Linked DNA regions of Zea mays: region 1 is linked to region 2. A link is a contact called in public Hi-C data. All regions are on one chromosome and are shown on one strand. Each heading gives the region's core, a stretch centred on a gene start, on an enhancer-like site or on the middle of the called end of the contact. The rest is flanking DNA. Distances are from core to core; before and after follow the strand shown.

What was found. A called contact is a pair of places that touch in the nucleus more often than the background predicts.
Region 1: a Hi-C map of bundle sheath shows a contact between it and region 2, with 2.6 times the contacts expected there. The contact joins the promoter of LOC100275820 here to the promoter of LOC100282243 in region 2. A contact is called at or near these places in 4 of 25 Hi-C or Micro-C datasets (bundle sheath, endosperm, leaf and 1 more).

The regions. Positions count from the first base shown.
Region 1 is chr5:172,885,256-172,892,598 of Zm-B73-REFERENCE-NAM-5.0, reverse strand. LOC100275820 reads left to right here and starts at 5,111. Exons shown (of 8, transcript NM_001149814.3): 1 at 5,111-5,554; 2 at 6,311-6,425; 3 at 6,533-6,646; 4 at 6,746-6,832; 5 at 6,944-7,020; 6 at 7,110-7,237; 7 at 7,331-7,343. The coding sequence starts at 5,334.
Region 2 is chr5:172,537,983-172,545,455 of Zm-B73-REFERENCE-NAM-5.0, reverse strand. It overlaps LOC100282243 (ATPase inhibitor), which reads right to left and starts at 5,896. Exons shown (of 3, transcript NM_001155155.2): 1 at 5,625-5,896; 2 at 5,401-5,502; 3 at 4,920-5,283. The coding sequence starts at 5,786. The coding sequence ends at 5,257. It overlaps LOC100282130, which reads left to right and starts at 6,545. Exons shown (of 9, transcript NM_001368938.1): 1 at 6,545-6,881. The coding sequence starts at 6,790. LOC100281259 (SOUL heme-binding protein) reads left to right here. Exons shown (of 7, transcript NM_001154178.2): 6 at 272-381; 7 at 483-751. The coding sequence ends at 563. It overlaps TRNAC-GCA (transfer RNA cysteine (anticodon GCA)), which reads right to left and starts at 4,371; the gene lies at 4,300-4,371.

The DNA of each region.
Region 1 (7,343 bases), core at 3,862-6,361, 350 kb before region 2:
AATCCGGCTCGAGCAAACGGCTCGGCCGGCCACCCCGAAGCCTCAGCCAGCTGTCCCCCAAGGACATCAGCCCGGTTTGTGGCCTCGGCAACTCAACTCCGGCGTCGGTCCCGCCAGCGGACGACCCGGCCAGGCTCCGGCCGACCAAATCTTCTTTTCGAGCCAACTCCGCCCCTGTCCATGCTGCCACCGCTACCCCCGGCTTCGGCTCATTGAAGGGCGGCCGAGGGGTCCCTTTAACTAAGCAAGAGAAGCCTTGGCGGCAAGGCCGACCGAGCCGAGGGATTCCTACGCCTCCGGGATACGGATACCTCACTCGTCACCTTCGCACGAGGCAACTCACACTTGGTGAAGCGGTTCAAATAGCCGACAAGCGAGTCTTAGTGCTCGAAATGAGGAAAAATACGGCTCCGTGCCAAAGATACATACATGTTCAGGCCTCGACAGCCACAATGAACAGACACCGACACTCAAGGTGCCATTACAAACGGAACTCCGGTTCCGTCCCCGCGGGTATGAACAACCTCCACACCGGGGAGCCTGCGGGGCGACAAGCTCCGGGCGACTCGCCAGCGACCTCTGCAGCACCAGCTATGGTGCCAGGACGGACGCGGCCACTGGAAGGCTCTCGTTCGCGTCCCTGCTCAAGGGACGCGAACCAGACATTAAAGCCAAAGAGCCGGAGGCCGGTCCGTAGGCGGCGCTGACGGCCTCGACGGTGGGGAAGCTTCCCCCAGCTGCCACCACGTCAGCACCAACGGCGGCGCCCGCCTCTCCACCAACGCCGCACCGGCGAACGCGGGCCGCTCCAAAGCGCACCGGCAAGTCCTCGCTCCCGCCCTCGCCACGAAAGCGAGGAGGAGGACGGAATGTTGCATCCTAGCTGGGCAGCAACAGTTCGCCTTCCCCGGCATGGCTGGAGGACGCCTCCTCCGCAGAGCTGGAGGATGGTTTCCACCACCAGAAGCTGGAAGAGGAGGTGGCCAGCCGACCCGTGCGGGAGGTAGAGCCCCAGCTCACCTCGCTCTCCGCCCCAGCAAGGATGATGAAGATCCTTGAGGCTGAGGGCGGGACCAAGATCGCAGCCCGGCTTGCTTCTCCCCACCCAGGGGCTGGTGGTCACCGTCTTGGGTGACCACCGGCGAGGGGATGCGGCCGGGCTGCCTGATGAAAATCCTTGAAGCCGAACGATGGCTGAAAGGTACCAACTTCCGCGAAGTTGCGTTCCTCCAACGACAAGGCGGAAGGATCGCGGGTGTTCCCCATCCGGGGGCTCGGAAGGTGGAAAGACGCGATGCATAAGGGAGCGCGAAGACATGGTTGCCTTTCAAGGGGGTCACCCTCCTTTTAAAGGCGACTCTCCCCACTTGCGTCCTCAGCCATCGCGGGCTGAGTCTTCTCCAACACGCTCCAAGGTCCTCCCCCTACGACCCGGGGGCTGGGTCCCACGCGTCATGCAAGCTGGCCTAGGGCAGAAGAAGCCAAACCGCCGCGCGCGGTGCGCGCAACTACCCAGCGGTTACAAGCATTCCTCCACTTTCGCCCAGACCAGCGGGTGAAAGGGCGGACAGCCATGCAGGCGGCATGCCACCGCGCCAAGTGGGCGCACCCCTTCGACTCCAACGCGCCCAGTATGGAGGCCCAGGCCCACACGTCATGCAACCGGCGCGCCGGTTGCTAGGTGCGAGCAACTGCACCGCCACTCACGCCACTACCGCGCCTCCTCGACTGCGGAACCAGTACCGCGACTCGAGGCAACCCTGCGTATGACCCAACAGTGCCAGCCAGGCACATCGGTCACGGGTCAGTCAGCTGCGGGAGAAGGCGCGACGGTCAATACGGCCAAAAATGGGCCGACAGTAATGGCGGAGGCAGGCGGGCGGAAGCAGCAGTCACGTCGTCAGCCAAGCTCACGTCCCATCCAGGGACAGCAAGGGAACCCTCTCTCGCAGCGTGAAGACGGCGCGCCCGTGTTCCGTTCCTCGAATGGCTCGCACGCGCGCAACGACTGCCCCGCGAACCACTCGTCCCGTCGCATTAACTCTGCGGCAGGACAGCGGCACCTTTGGCAGGGGAAGCGGGCGACGCTTCGCCTTCGCCATAATGACCGCGTCAAAAAAGGTGCGCCACGTCATTTCGATTTCGTATCCTTTTCCTTTTCCTCTTTCTCTCTCTTACAACAGGGATCGGGAAAGGGTATACCCCGAAAGGGATCCTTCTCCGCGAAGGAAACGGGCCCCGAGCCCCCCTACTGATCAGAGGTTCGAAGGCCGACCCCTCGGAGGGGTTCAACAGCCGCCTCAGAGCGCTCGGGCTCCGCGCCCACTACTGGTCAGAGGTTCAAAGGCCGCCCCCCCGGAAGGGTTCAACGGCCGCCTCAGGCCACTCGGGCTCCGCGCCCACTACTGATCAGGGGTTCGTAGGCTGGCCCTCGAAGGGTTCACAGCCGCCTTAGACACAGAGCGAGGGATGACCCTGGGTACGTTCGATACATAACCAAGGCTCGGGCTACGCTCCCGAGGTACCCTAGGACATTTCCGAGACCAGCGGGAACGATCTTGTAACGGAATCCCATCAGAGGGAGGCATCGAGCCCTCGGACCCCGTCAAAAGGTGACCGGGTCCGGCAGACCACCCGCAGGTACTTTTGGAGCGCGCCTCCGGGCCTCTAGCCGACCCCTAACAAATGGGGCACGGGCGTCCACTCGGATTACCCGTCAGTAGCTCACTGGAGACACCATGTTCGGCGCCCTCCAAGGGCAACATGGCGCTTTCCCCCCCCCCCTCCTCCTTGAGGAAAGGCGACGCATGGGCGTATGTAAAAAAGTCGAGTCTGTCCTTGACCGTCCTCTCGCTCTGTGCGGAGGCTCGGAGGCTGCTCTCGAAACCCGGCTCCGGCCAAACCGTTGACAGCGTGAACATACCGGCCCGAGAACGTGGGACCCGACCGTGCACCCGGGCTACGGCCAGCTCGCATGAGGGAACAACCAGACCGGCCGAAGCATCGTGAAACACATTAAGACCTCAAAGGAGTCAAACCACTCCTCCGAGGCCTCGGGGGCTACACCCGGCGGGTGCGCTCGCGCGCACTCACCGGAATAAAATGCAACCGAGAAAGGCTGGTCCCCTTGCAAAAAAGTGCGACAAAAGCCTCCAAGCGAGTATTAACACTCCCTTCGAGGCTCGGGGGCTAGTGTCGGGGACCATAATTAGGGGTACCCTCAAGGCTCCTAATCTCAGCTGGTAACCCCCATCGGCACAAAGCTGCAAAGGCCTGATGGGTACAATTAAGTCAGGGCTCGGTCCACTCAAGGAACACGACCTCGCCTCGCCCGAGCCCAGCCTCGGGCAAGGGCAGCCGACCCCGGAGGATTCACGTCTCGCCCGAGGGCCCCCTCAAGCAACGGACACACCTTCGGCTCGCCCGAGGCCCAGTCTTCACCAAGAAGCAACCTTGGCCCGATCGCCACGCCGACCGACCATATCACAGGAGCATTTAATGCAAAGGTGGCCTGACACCTTATCCTGACGCGCGCCTTTTAGCCAACTGAGCCGAAGTGACCGCCGTCACTTCGCCGCTCCACTGACCGGCCTGACAAGAGGACAGCGTCACCCGCGCCGCTCCGACTGCTGTGCCACTCGACAGAGTGAGGCTAACAGCAGCCAAGTCCGGTCTCAGGCGCCATAGGAAGCTCCGCCTCGCCCGACCCAGGGCTCGGACTCGAACTCAGCCCTGGCCTCAGCCGACGGTCTCCGCCTCGCCCGACCCAGGGGCTCGGACTCGACCTCGGCCTCGGAAGACAGACTCGACCTCGGAGGAGCCTCTGCATCGCCTAACCCAGGGCTCGGACCGACCACGTCACAGGAGGGGCCATCATTACCCTACCCCTAGCTGGCTCTGGCTGCGGGGAACAAGACCGGCGTCCCATCTGGCTCGCCCCGGTAAACAAGTAATGATGGCACCCCGCATGCTCCATGACGACGGCGGCTCTCAGCCCTCTTACGGAAGCAAGGAGACGTCAGCAAGGACTCGACAGCCCCGACAGCTGTCCTTCCGCCAGGCTCCAGCGCTCCTCCGACGGCCACGACATCACACGAACAGGGTGCCAAAACCTCTCCGGCTGCCACGACGGCATGTACTTAGGGCACTAGCTCTCCTCCGCTAGACATGTTAGCACACTGCTACACCCCCTATTGTACACCTGGATCCTTTCCTTACGCCTATAAAAGGAAGGTCCAGGGCCCTCTTATAGAGGGTTGGCCGCGCGGGGAAGGACGGGACGACGCTCGCGTAAGCCGCTCGCTCCCTCCCGCGTGGACGCTTGTAACCCCCTACTGCAAGCGCACCCGACCTGGGCGCGGGACAAACACGAAGGCCGTGGGTTTCCCCTTTTACGTCTGTCTCCCTCTGGCTTCTCTCCCCCCTTCGCGCTCCGTCTCGCGCCGACCCATCTGGGCTGGGGCACGCGACGACAATTTACTCGTCGGTCCAGGGACCCCCCGGGTTCGAAACGCCGACACTACTGAAATGATAATTATTTCGAAATATGATAAAATTGTTGTTTGGTGTTGTATGCTAAAATTGTAGTGGGCGGGCGGGTAACGGGTATCCACTGGAGAGCGAATACCCGACGGGTACGGGTATGGATACAAATCCATACCCACAAACGTTTATGGGTACGGGTATGGGTATGGGTTGAGTTTTGTCTCGCGGGTATGGATTCGCGAACTATATATCCGTGTACTACCCGTCCAATTGACATCCCTATCTACTACGAGCACCCTGGTGCAAGGTAATATAAGCCTCATTCCCTCTCTTGTGTTCCATCTTGCATCAACCCATCTGGGCAGGGGCACACAGCAATAAATTCACTGGTCGGTTGACGGTTCTCGCGGGTCCGAAACGCCGACAAAAATATAATTTATTTTAGACTAATTATATATTTATTAAGTAACATATGAATGTACATATGTAGTTTTTATGCATGTCTATATTCATCGTTATTTGAATGAATATAGATAAAAAAAATAAACTAAAAATAACTATATTTTAACACGAGGTAAGTATATCTATGTGGGCAAACTTTCAATCTTCCACCCACACCCTGCAGCGCGTCAACGAAGGAAATCCCGATGCCGCTGCCCGCTGTCGCGAGATGCTTCGGCTTTCCACATTTGTCATGTACCCGCGGTAACGCAGTAACGGCGTAGGGCGTAACGTCCCCTCCCCCGTGAACGGTGTACCCGACCCTCTTCGCCGGCCGTCGCCTATCCAAATCCGTCACGGACGCTTCCACGCGACCAAGCAGCCACGCGGCGCTGGTCTGGCCGGCCATGTCCTGCCTCGCGGCGCCGCCGGCTGCACCGCCAAAGGCGGGGGAGCGCATGCTCCGCGCCGCCGCTCCTTTGCGCTCGCCTTCGCCGTGCCGGGGCCTGCATTACGCGGTGCGGGGGACTGGAGGGCGAGAAGCCGGGTGCGGCCGGCGGCAGCTGGCGCTGCTGCGGTGCTCCCCAGCTGGCGAGTCCAGGGCGTCCGGGGACGGCGGCCTTTCCAGGTTGCTTCACCTTAATTCGCTGTCGAAATCCCCCTTTTTTCAGTTACAAAATGGTTCGAGAGACGGGGTTGTTGTTGAGCTTTGAGTTATCGTTTGGTGGCAGCGGCGGCGGTAGCGTTAGCATCCACTCGTGAAGTTTAAGACTTTTTGCACAACAAGCTGCTTACTAGGAAGATATAAGGGTTGTTTGGTTTCTAAGGACTAATGTTTAGTCCCTACATTTTATTTTATATTAATTCAAAAATTACCGAATATAGAAACTAAAACTTTATTTTAGTTTCTATATTTAGCAATTTATAGACTAAAAAGGAATAAAATGAAGGGATTAAACATTAGTCCCTAGAAACCAAACACCCCCATAGTCCCAGTTTAGCTTACAGCATATCCAATTCTAATGGACATTTGCTAGGGACATCTTCCCAAGATATTTCGATTCCGAGCCTCCTGCTCTAGTTCTAAAAGTAGAGCTTACACCTTAGAGGGAAGATCGCATCAAAGATCCAGCGAGATATATTCATATCATATATTAGAAATATATCATAAAGAAGATATTTATATACCAGATCAAACTGATAGATCTGTACTACATTATTAACCTTGTAGTGGAGGAGTATTAAAAAGCAAAAGCTAACAATCCTAATTGGTGTGCTAGTAGATTAAGCTTCAATATCTTTCTATGGGAGCTTAGTTGAACAATAAGTATGCTAATCCGTTCTGGCTCAGCCTTACAGGATCATTCATGTTTCTTTTCTACAGCTTCTGTATAATTGAAGGTCCAGAGACGATCGAGGACTTTGCTCAAATGCAATCGCAGGAGATTGAAGACAACATCATGAGCCGACGCAACAAAATTTTCCTTCTGATGGAAGAGGTTTTCAGTTTTGAACACTGTGTGTTTCATTTGTCCAGTTCTAGCTATCTATTTGTAGCTTTGCTAAGACACCATGGTGAAGTTTTCTGTATGGAAAATTTAATCAGGTTAGACGGTTGCGAGTGCAGCAGCGTATCCGAACTTCTGAAAGCAAAGATGCCAACACTGAAGGAAATGAAATGCCTGAGATTCCATCAACTATTCCATTTATGCCTGATGCGGTGACCAACAGCACTCATCTATTTTTTGAGAAATTATCACATTATCATCTGTGGTTCTTCTAGCTTCTATTAACTTGTCCTTTTGTTTCCCCAAAACAGTCACCAAAGACTATGAAGCAACTCTATATGACATCGTTCTCTGTCATATCTGGGATAATCATTTTTGGAGGCTTGATAGCCCCAGTAGTAAGTACATGTGTCACTTTGTGGTTGCACCTCCCTATTATTTTTACCAGAATCTCTTATCAGTATTAGGTCATATATTAGGTTTTCCTAAAGAGATGCCTTTTGATGCAGCTTGAACTGAAACTAGGGCTGGGTGGCACATCTTATGAAGATTTTATAAGGACCTTGCACTTACCTCTTCAATTGAGGTGCTTTGAAGAACCTATCTCTTATAGTGAATTAATGTGGCAGTACTTAGAAAACTGTTTGATACATTTTTGTTGGCTGTGCTGTTCAGTCAGGTAGATCCTATAGTGGCATCATTTTCAGGTGGCGCAGTTGGTGTTATCTCAGCTTTAATGTTGGTCGAAGTGAGAAATGTCAGGCAGCAAGAGAAGAAAAGATGCACATATTGCCATGGGACTGGTACAAACAAAATACTTTTCACTACCTGATCCAAACATACCTAGCCTGAGCCTTACATTTACTCTCATGACTGATCGTGCTTCTGCGATATAGGGTACTTGCCATG
Region 2 (7,473 bases), core at 4,647-7,146:
TTCACAATATAATAAAAGCATATAAGAACTCTTTTAACTTCAAATTTTATTGGCTGGAGAAAGTTTTCACAACAATAAGCATCTCATTTGTTTTTAATATTCTGATGCTACAATATTGAGACGCTTAGCTCTCTGCTAAATGAACCATTTCTCTTCATTCTTTGTTGGTTCATTGGATATGGTCAGTTATGAAGTCATATTGATACTGGCGTGCAATCTTTGTCAACCATGGTACCATTGTCATAGTCCACACTCCTTTGTGTCCGTACAGGTTTGGTTACTGATGATGATATAAACCAGAGGGAGTCTAAATTGCGCGAATCTCTCCGTAAAGATACCACATTTAGAGTGAAAGATGATTCGGTGGTGGAAGTCGCACAGGTAAAGATTCTGAAATGGTTAAGGTTTATGAGCTGTAGTTTTACCTAGCTTATTAGAGGAATGCTTTTCAGTGCCTGATTCTAGATTTTCTCAATCTGCAGTACAATCCACCGTTCACACTTCCATTCACAAGGAGAAATGAAATAGCATTGGAGGTTGAGAGGAACGATATAGCCTTATGATGTCCTAGATTAACAAATAAATTATTGGCATTTGAGAGTGTATGCAAATGCCCATCGTCCCTAATGCATATATGTATAATTTCTATCTGGCATGTTCTGTATATATGTAGACATGTTAATTATCGCATGCATATATTATTGTATTGGAAACTAAATAATAAGAGCAAAAAATGTTGTGCGTTCGAGCCCGCGCAGGGTCGGGCTGGAGATATTTGAGGCCCTGTGCTAACTCTAAAGTATAACTTATATGTTTTTAGAAAAAGCGAATAATAACAATCTAAAACTTGCAATGGCATACATTGTAATAGAATAGGTAAATTTGAATAACTCGTTCTTCTTTGAAATAAAATCTTCCATAATATGTTCATATTCAATCTTCTCCAACACTTCACTCTTGAGTACTATAGTAGCTAAGTCTTTGTTGGCCAAATCGATATTCTAGAATCCTCATCACCGAGACATCATCAAGAGCGTGATTTTCATACCAAGGATTTAATTAGTACAATAGAACATTACAATTTTCTTGAGGCAATAATAGTACATTACAATTAGATTGAGAGAAAAATGAATACATGCACTCCTATGCAGGTCTTCGCCTCTCGCCTTCTTTATTGAAACTCAGATATGAAAACAGAGTGGTTAGTTGCTACTGTTGCCTTGCTCGCTGATTACTTCATATTCGTTGGATGAATTGTGAATGAAATTGGACGAGTCTGCTGGCGTTCTTCAGACAGATAGAGTGAGAATATGAAACGGGGCTCAAATTCAAGAATGGAAGCGTCACACGCCAAAATCATCGCACGAAGACATATAGGCAAACTTAAGAGCGGCTCTGGCACTCTAGTGCTCTGGCCTTACACATGGGATCGTATCCAGTGCACAAGGGCCACGCCGTGCACAAATGCACAAAACGAAATCTTGTCGTCCATTTTCCATCCAACGACATGACGGTGCGGGGGGTTTTTCACAAAACAGACTCGGCAAGCTACGGAGGCTGCGGGAGGGTTCATCTGCATATTTACGACGGCCGTTGGATGGAAAATGGACGGCCAGATTTCGTTTTGTGCATTTGTGCACGGTGTGGCCCTTGTGCACTGGATACGATCCCCTTACACATGACCCTTCTCCCATTAGACAATTTTTTGAGGCCCTGTACGGTCACACGGGTCGCACACCCATAGGCCCGGCCCTGCAATCGAGCTTCTTGTGCAATCGCAATAAAATGAAACTACTAAAAGTACCCAATTTTTTAAAAAAGATTATAGATATACTTTATTATTTACTCTATCAATATTTCAAAATATATCAAAATTGAAGTTCTAGTTTATCGTATGTTAAGCGATAAAAAATAGAAAACTTTATCCAATACGAAGGATTAAAAAATGATAGAATTTTCTCTATTTACATATCTTAATATTGGATGAACTAGATTTTAAATTTTGATGTATTGGGAGAGTAAATAATAAAGTATATATAATTTTTAAAGATGTTTTCATGACTTTTGATTGTTTGACTGCATGATGATTACACGTGAAGCTTAATTGGACAACAATTTTTTTGTTGATAATAAGATCTAAGTTTATTTTATTTTCTCATTTTTGTGATATTTTAGTACTAGTACACAAGGTTGGCCTATAATAAGACCCATGCCATATGGTTTTGAATCTATAACGGGGACTCTAAAAATCTATAACGGGGCGTTTGGATCCCTTCATTTCAGAGGAATTGGAATTCACTCAATAAAATAACTTATTTAGTTTGGAATTTGACATTCCACCGCTTTCTAAAGTTCAGATATAAGTCTATCTCAAATTCATGGGGTAAAGGGTGGGAAATGATTTTATGCATTAGTAGAATTTGTTTCTACTCTGTAACTTACATGACAGTCTTCGTCTGACTCCTCTATAGTAAAAATGTAGCACATAAATATCTCAAACATCTTGTTAATAATAGTATACAATATATTTTGCATAAAACTGAATTAGCTTAATTGATATATACCTAAATTACTATTATTAGAATGGAATTCAATTCCAATGATCCAAACGGGGCGTAAGGTTTTGGTCAGCAGATTGTGCATATGGTTGTACAAAATATTATTTTGCATTTTTAATGTTTCTTGCAGTATTTAAAGAGCGGAGTTTGAAATATGAGTTGAGATAGGTAAGGATGCTAGAGATAGCATAATGTTAAGCTTTTTATGTCATATAGTAATATTTTGTGCCTTCACTTTTCTTCATTCATGTGTTTTATGCTTTCGACACTAATGTGGAAATTTTTTTCACCCAAAGAATAGGTGTTGATAAGGATTTCCATAAAATCACTTGTCAGTATGCAACTCTCCAATGTATGTTTACTGCTTGTTTGGATCAAACTCTTAGCCTTGTATAATTGTGATCCATGTGCAACACTATGTCTCGCGAGCAGAGCATGTTGTTTCTCCGTAGGTGGCACACTCAGTCTATGCCAATGGTTGGGGAGATGCACCTCTCGTTGTTCTCCATCAGAATCCATCCTCTTTGTGTGTGCGTTATGGACTATGTCATACGATCCTAGTGGTTGTACACTGTTGTGGGCATTGGGCCTGCGACGCAGTGCCAGGTCGGACACAAGTATTGTTCATGTGTAGGTACTGTAGCACGTGAATGGTACCAACCAGATTGGATTTATTAGGGTTTCTTAGCTATTAAGGTAAGGTTATCCCTCTATATAAGGATGGGTAGGATGTTATTAGGTTCTGTTTGTAATATCTAGAGCTAATAATTAGCTGCTAGAATTAACTTTAGAGGTTCCAAACACTCCTAACTAATTGTTAGCTAACAAGTAGTTGATTAGCTAGCTTAATCCAACTAACAATTTGTTAACTTAACTATTAGCTCCAGGGGTTCTAAACAGAGCCTTAAAAGGCAAGCAAGAATAATAGATCTAAGTTTACTTAAGGGCCTCCTACAAGAGGGTGAGTACCAGATCTATCTTGCCAAATATTTGTGTTTGTAACAATTTGGTATCATATCCAAATACATGTCCCCACTTAAACTTCTCTTGATCTTTCTCTTGAGGATGAATCCTCTTTCTCCGTGGGATCCGACGCTGCCTTTGGGGGGCATCCGTGGCAGCTTCCTTCTTGTGCCAAACATTGTCCCTTGCGCCATTTATGGATTATCACATGTGCTGAAAACATTGTGAAGAACAAGTCTTGTTTACTCCACTCAGTATACAATCTAGAAGTTAAGGATTCATTTACTTGTACGTAAGAGAAATGACCAAGGAACAGGCTGCTGATCTGATGGCCCCTTTGGACTTGGAGGGGAGTTACAGGCTCAATCCGAGACCACTAAATCAATTAAGCGATCGCACGGGTTCAGCTCTATGACAAGAGTAAAAATCCGAAAAAAGGTGTAGTAAACTTCAGTTCGATCTGTTCTGCAAACTCGGACTACCGAATAATAGTGTGAACCGGCATGAATGATTGTAATGGTTTGTTTAGTCATGAATTGAGCTAAGAAATTGCATTCATGTTGCAATGAGTTATTATATTTGAGCAATCAGTGTTGGCATTTATATTGCTCTACAAAAGATGAGTGACTAGGGTATGTTTGGTTCCAGGAGATAAATCAAACTAACTAAAATTTAGCTCCTCTTTAGAAGCTAAAAGTAACTAAAAACTCTTCCGCTTTAGCTCATGAGGCGCTAAACCATCGAACGTTTGGTATTAAAAAAAAGAGTGAAACAAATAAGGGCCCATCCGGGTTCGAACCGGAGACCTATCGATCTGCAGTCGATTGCTCTACCACTGAGCTATGGACCCATTTGCTGTTTACTTCTGTTTTACTTTTGACAGATCGTTAGTTCCGTATCCTCTAGGCTGATACCACCACCATATGTCCAAAAAGGAGAGCGTACTCCTATGCTATGGTACTAGACTACTAGTAGTAGCAAAACACACGATTACATGCACAAGGCACCAGGCTGATTCAAAACAAATCACTCCAGTCGAGCAGTGCATTCTGTGGTGGAGGAATGGTCTGGACTTGCATTGCAGGCTCGACGGAGGTTAACAACTAACGACACCAGGTCTGGATCTAGCTGAGTGGGTACGCAATACTACCTACTTTATTAACCTCCGTCGTAAAAATAAGGGATCTAAATTTATCGTAAGTCAAATCATGTTCCTACCGATGGTAACTGAGCAATGTTTAGTCGGTCATAATATTGACTGAGTAAACTCTTCACGACAAATAGCGCTTTAATATATTTTAAAATTAAAAGTTTTGCGGTTTAAACACATTGTTGATAGGTATAAACTTAAAAAAGTCGGGACCCATGCCAAAGCGAGATATCCACTCTTCTGGGACCTTTTTTTATTGTTTTCGACGAGGGGACTACATTTATTCATTATTATTATTGACAACCTATGTACATGGAAGAGGCTCAAGGACGCCTCCACTCCACTCCAGTTGCACCGACAAGGGACAAGGCAAGGCAAAACCGTCGCTAGCTACAAGCGAAGTTCACAACCGTGACAGGGATGGGATTACACACGACACGACGAGCAGAGTTGCAAAAGAGAGCAAACGTTCCTCTCCATGCAGAGTAGTACCTAGTACGACGGCGTCTATTTGCATCTACGTGTCATCAGTAGTACAGCATCACAGGATTCACGGGAGCACCGGTCTGATTTTGCGATGATCAATCAGCTCGGATGAGCCTCCTCACCATTCTGGCAAAAACAAAAAAAAACCCGACAAGGGCACGTACATATAAGTGACGAACACGAATATCATAATCCAGCAACGTTCTAGGCAGAATGGAGGATTACGCACGCCTATATATTTACCTTCGTGTCGCCTCTGGCGGCGGCGGCGGCCCTCTTGGCCGCCTCGGCCTTGGCCTTGTCCTCCTTCCTCCTCAGTTTCTCCAGCTTCTCCCGCTCCATCTTCTGCTTTACTCAAACGAATCCCCAATTCGATCAACTCACTCAGTCTAGCAGGACGAAACGCGAAACGATCGCACCCGACCACACATAATCAGTCAGTCAGTACTCAGTAGGCAACCGGTCACCTGTATGTAGACGTTCTCGGCGGCGCGCTCCTCCTCGCTGAGCAGCCTGCCGGAGGCCTTGTCGCTGAAGTAGCGCGACACGCCCTCCATCCTCCTCGCCACGGCCGCCCACGCAGGCCGCTGGGCAGTAACGCTCGCCGCCACGGTCCTTCTTGTAGCCATCCCCGGTCCGGTCGCTTCCGCACCCCACGCTGTTCTCACTTCTTGCCCGGCAAGTAAGCAGGCAGGGTTCGCTTCCTCACCAGGAACACACACGACCGCGTCGACACGTTGCCGGTGACACTAGTAGCGGATCTTTTAAACCGGATCGGTACGCCTTATCTCTATCTTGTACTATAGTATATAGGAGGGAGGGTCTGTCAGTGTCAGGCCGATGCTCCGAACCTGCCAGATTCCCACGTGAGAGGATAAGGATGAGCCGAGCCCGAGAGCGAACACGGTTTTGTGAAACCGCGACGGAAGCACAGGCAGTCAGGCACAGCACTACGCTTGTATTCTTTCCTGTTTCTGGTTCTTTTCTGGCCCAATCAAGCCCATCAAAGCCTTGCATAGCACTGGCCCTGTGGCCCATCAAAGAAGGACTGCCTTATACCAAGACAAGTCAACAACAACAACGGTAGGCCCCAGGGCGGCGCCTTTTTTCTCCTTACAACTGACGGTTTTATTTCTCGGCGACCTCCCCTGCTATATGCATTTGTGCAAGACGTGAAAGCAGCCATCCACGTCCATTAGATGTCAATCCAACGGTATATGTTTATTTTCCGATTTACCCCTCCCTCCCCTCCCATCCTCTCCTATTCTTTTTCTGAACACCCCCTGCCATTTTCTTTCTTCCCTGCCTTTTCCCCCCTACTCTGTGCACACACTCGAGAGTCGAGACTCAGTTGTCACCGCTCCCCGCCGTCCTGCTGATAAGATTGCTCACATCTGCTCCCTCCCCAGACAGCAAGTGAAGAATCAGGTTGTAGAAATTGTATTGGGTTTAGGGTTGGAGCAGGGTGTTTTCAGAAAAAAAAGAATAGGAGAGGGGGAGGGTTAAATCGCGAATTTCTCTGCTTGCTTGAGACCACAGCAGTCGCAAGTCGCAAGTCGCAAGTCCCAACTCAGGTCAGGTGAGGGGTAGGTGAAGTGGGAAGGCGCGCGGAGGGGAGGGGAGGAGAGGAGGATGGCTGCAGCCGCGGGGAGGAAGGTGGCGGTCGCCGCCGTGCAGTTCGCCTGCACCGACGTCGAGGCGGAGAACGTCGCCACCGCCGAGAGGTTTGCTATTGCCCGCCCGCCTGCCCGCCTACATCCCTAAGTTAACACCGCACCTGATTCCCTCTCCCCCCGAGAAGCCGAACTCCTAGCCGTTCAGTCTACTCGCGGTCTCGCAGACGTGCAAGTTTGCTGGAGTTGTGATGTCTAACGCCCTCCTATCATGCTCAGTAGCACGTGGTCCTGGTGTCAGCGGTTGCTGCTAACAAGGGGTTGGTTCGTGATGGTTTATTATACTGATGAAACCTGCACTGGATGCGCACCCCTAGTGCTTGATTTGCACGCTCGAGTTTGCTTTCGGTACCGGTGCCACAAGTAGTTCCTCTCATTGACTTTTGTGTCTTTATTTTTACCATCAAGTATCTATCCTGATAACCGATTTCGTAGTAGCTAGTAGTTATCACGTACGGCCCCTATTATTATCTTCTACATGTAATTCGAATCCGCTATAAAAATTTTAGTACAAAATCACCTCTGATAAAACTATAAAGATCTTATATCATAACTTCCGTGTACCTACACATTGGATCGGACAATCCTGTCGGCTACTTTATTCTCAACTCCATTCTTTTTTCTGTCAGCTACTTTACTCTTG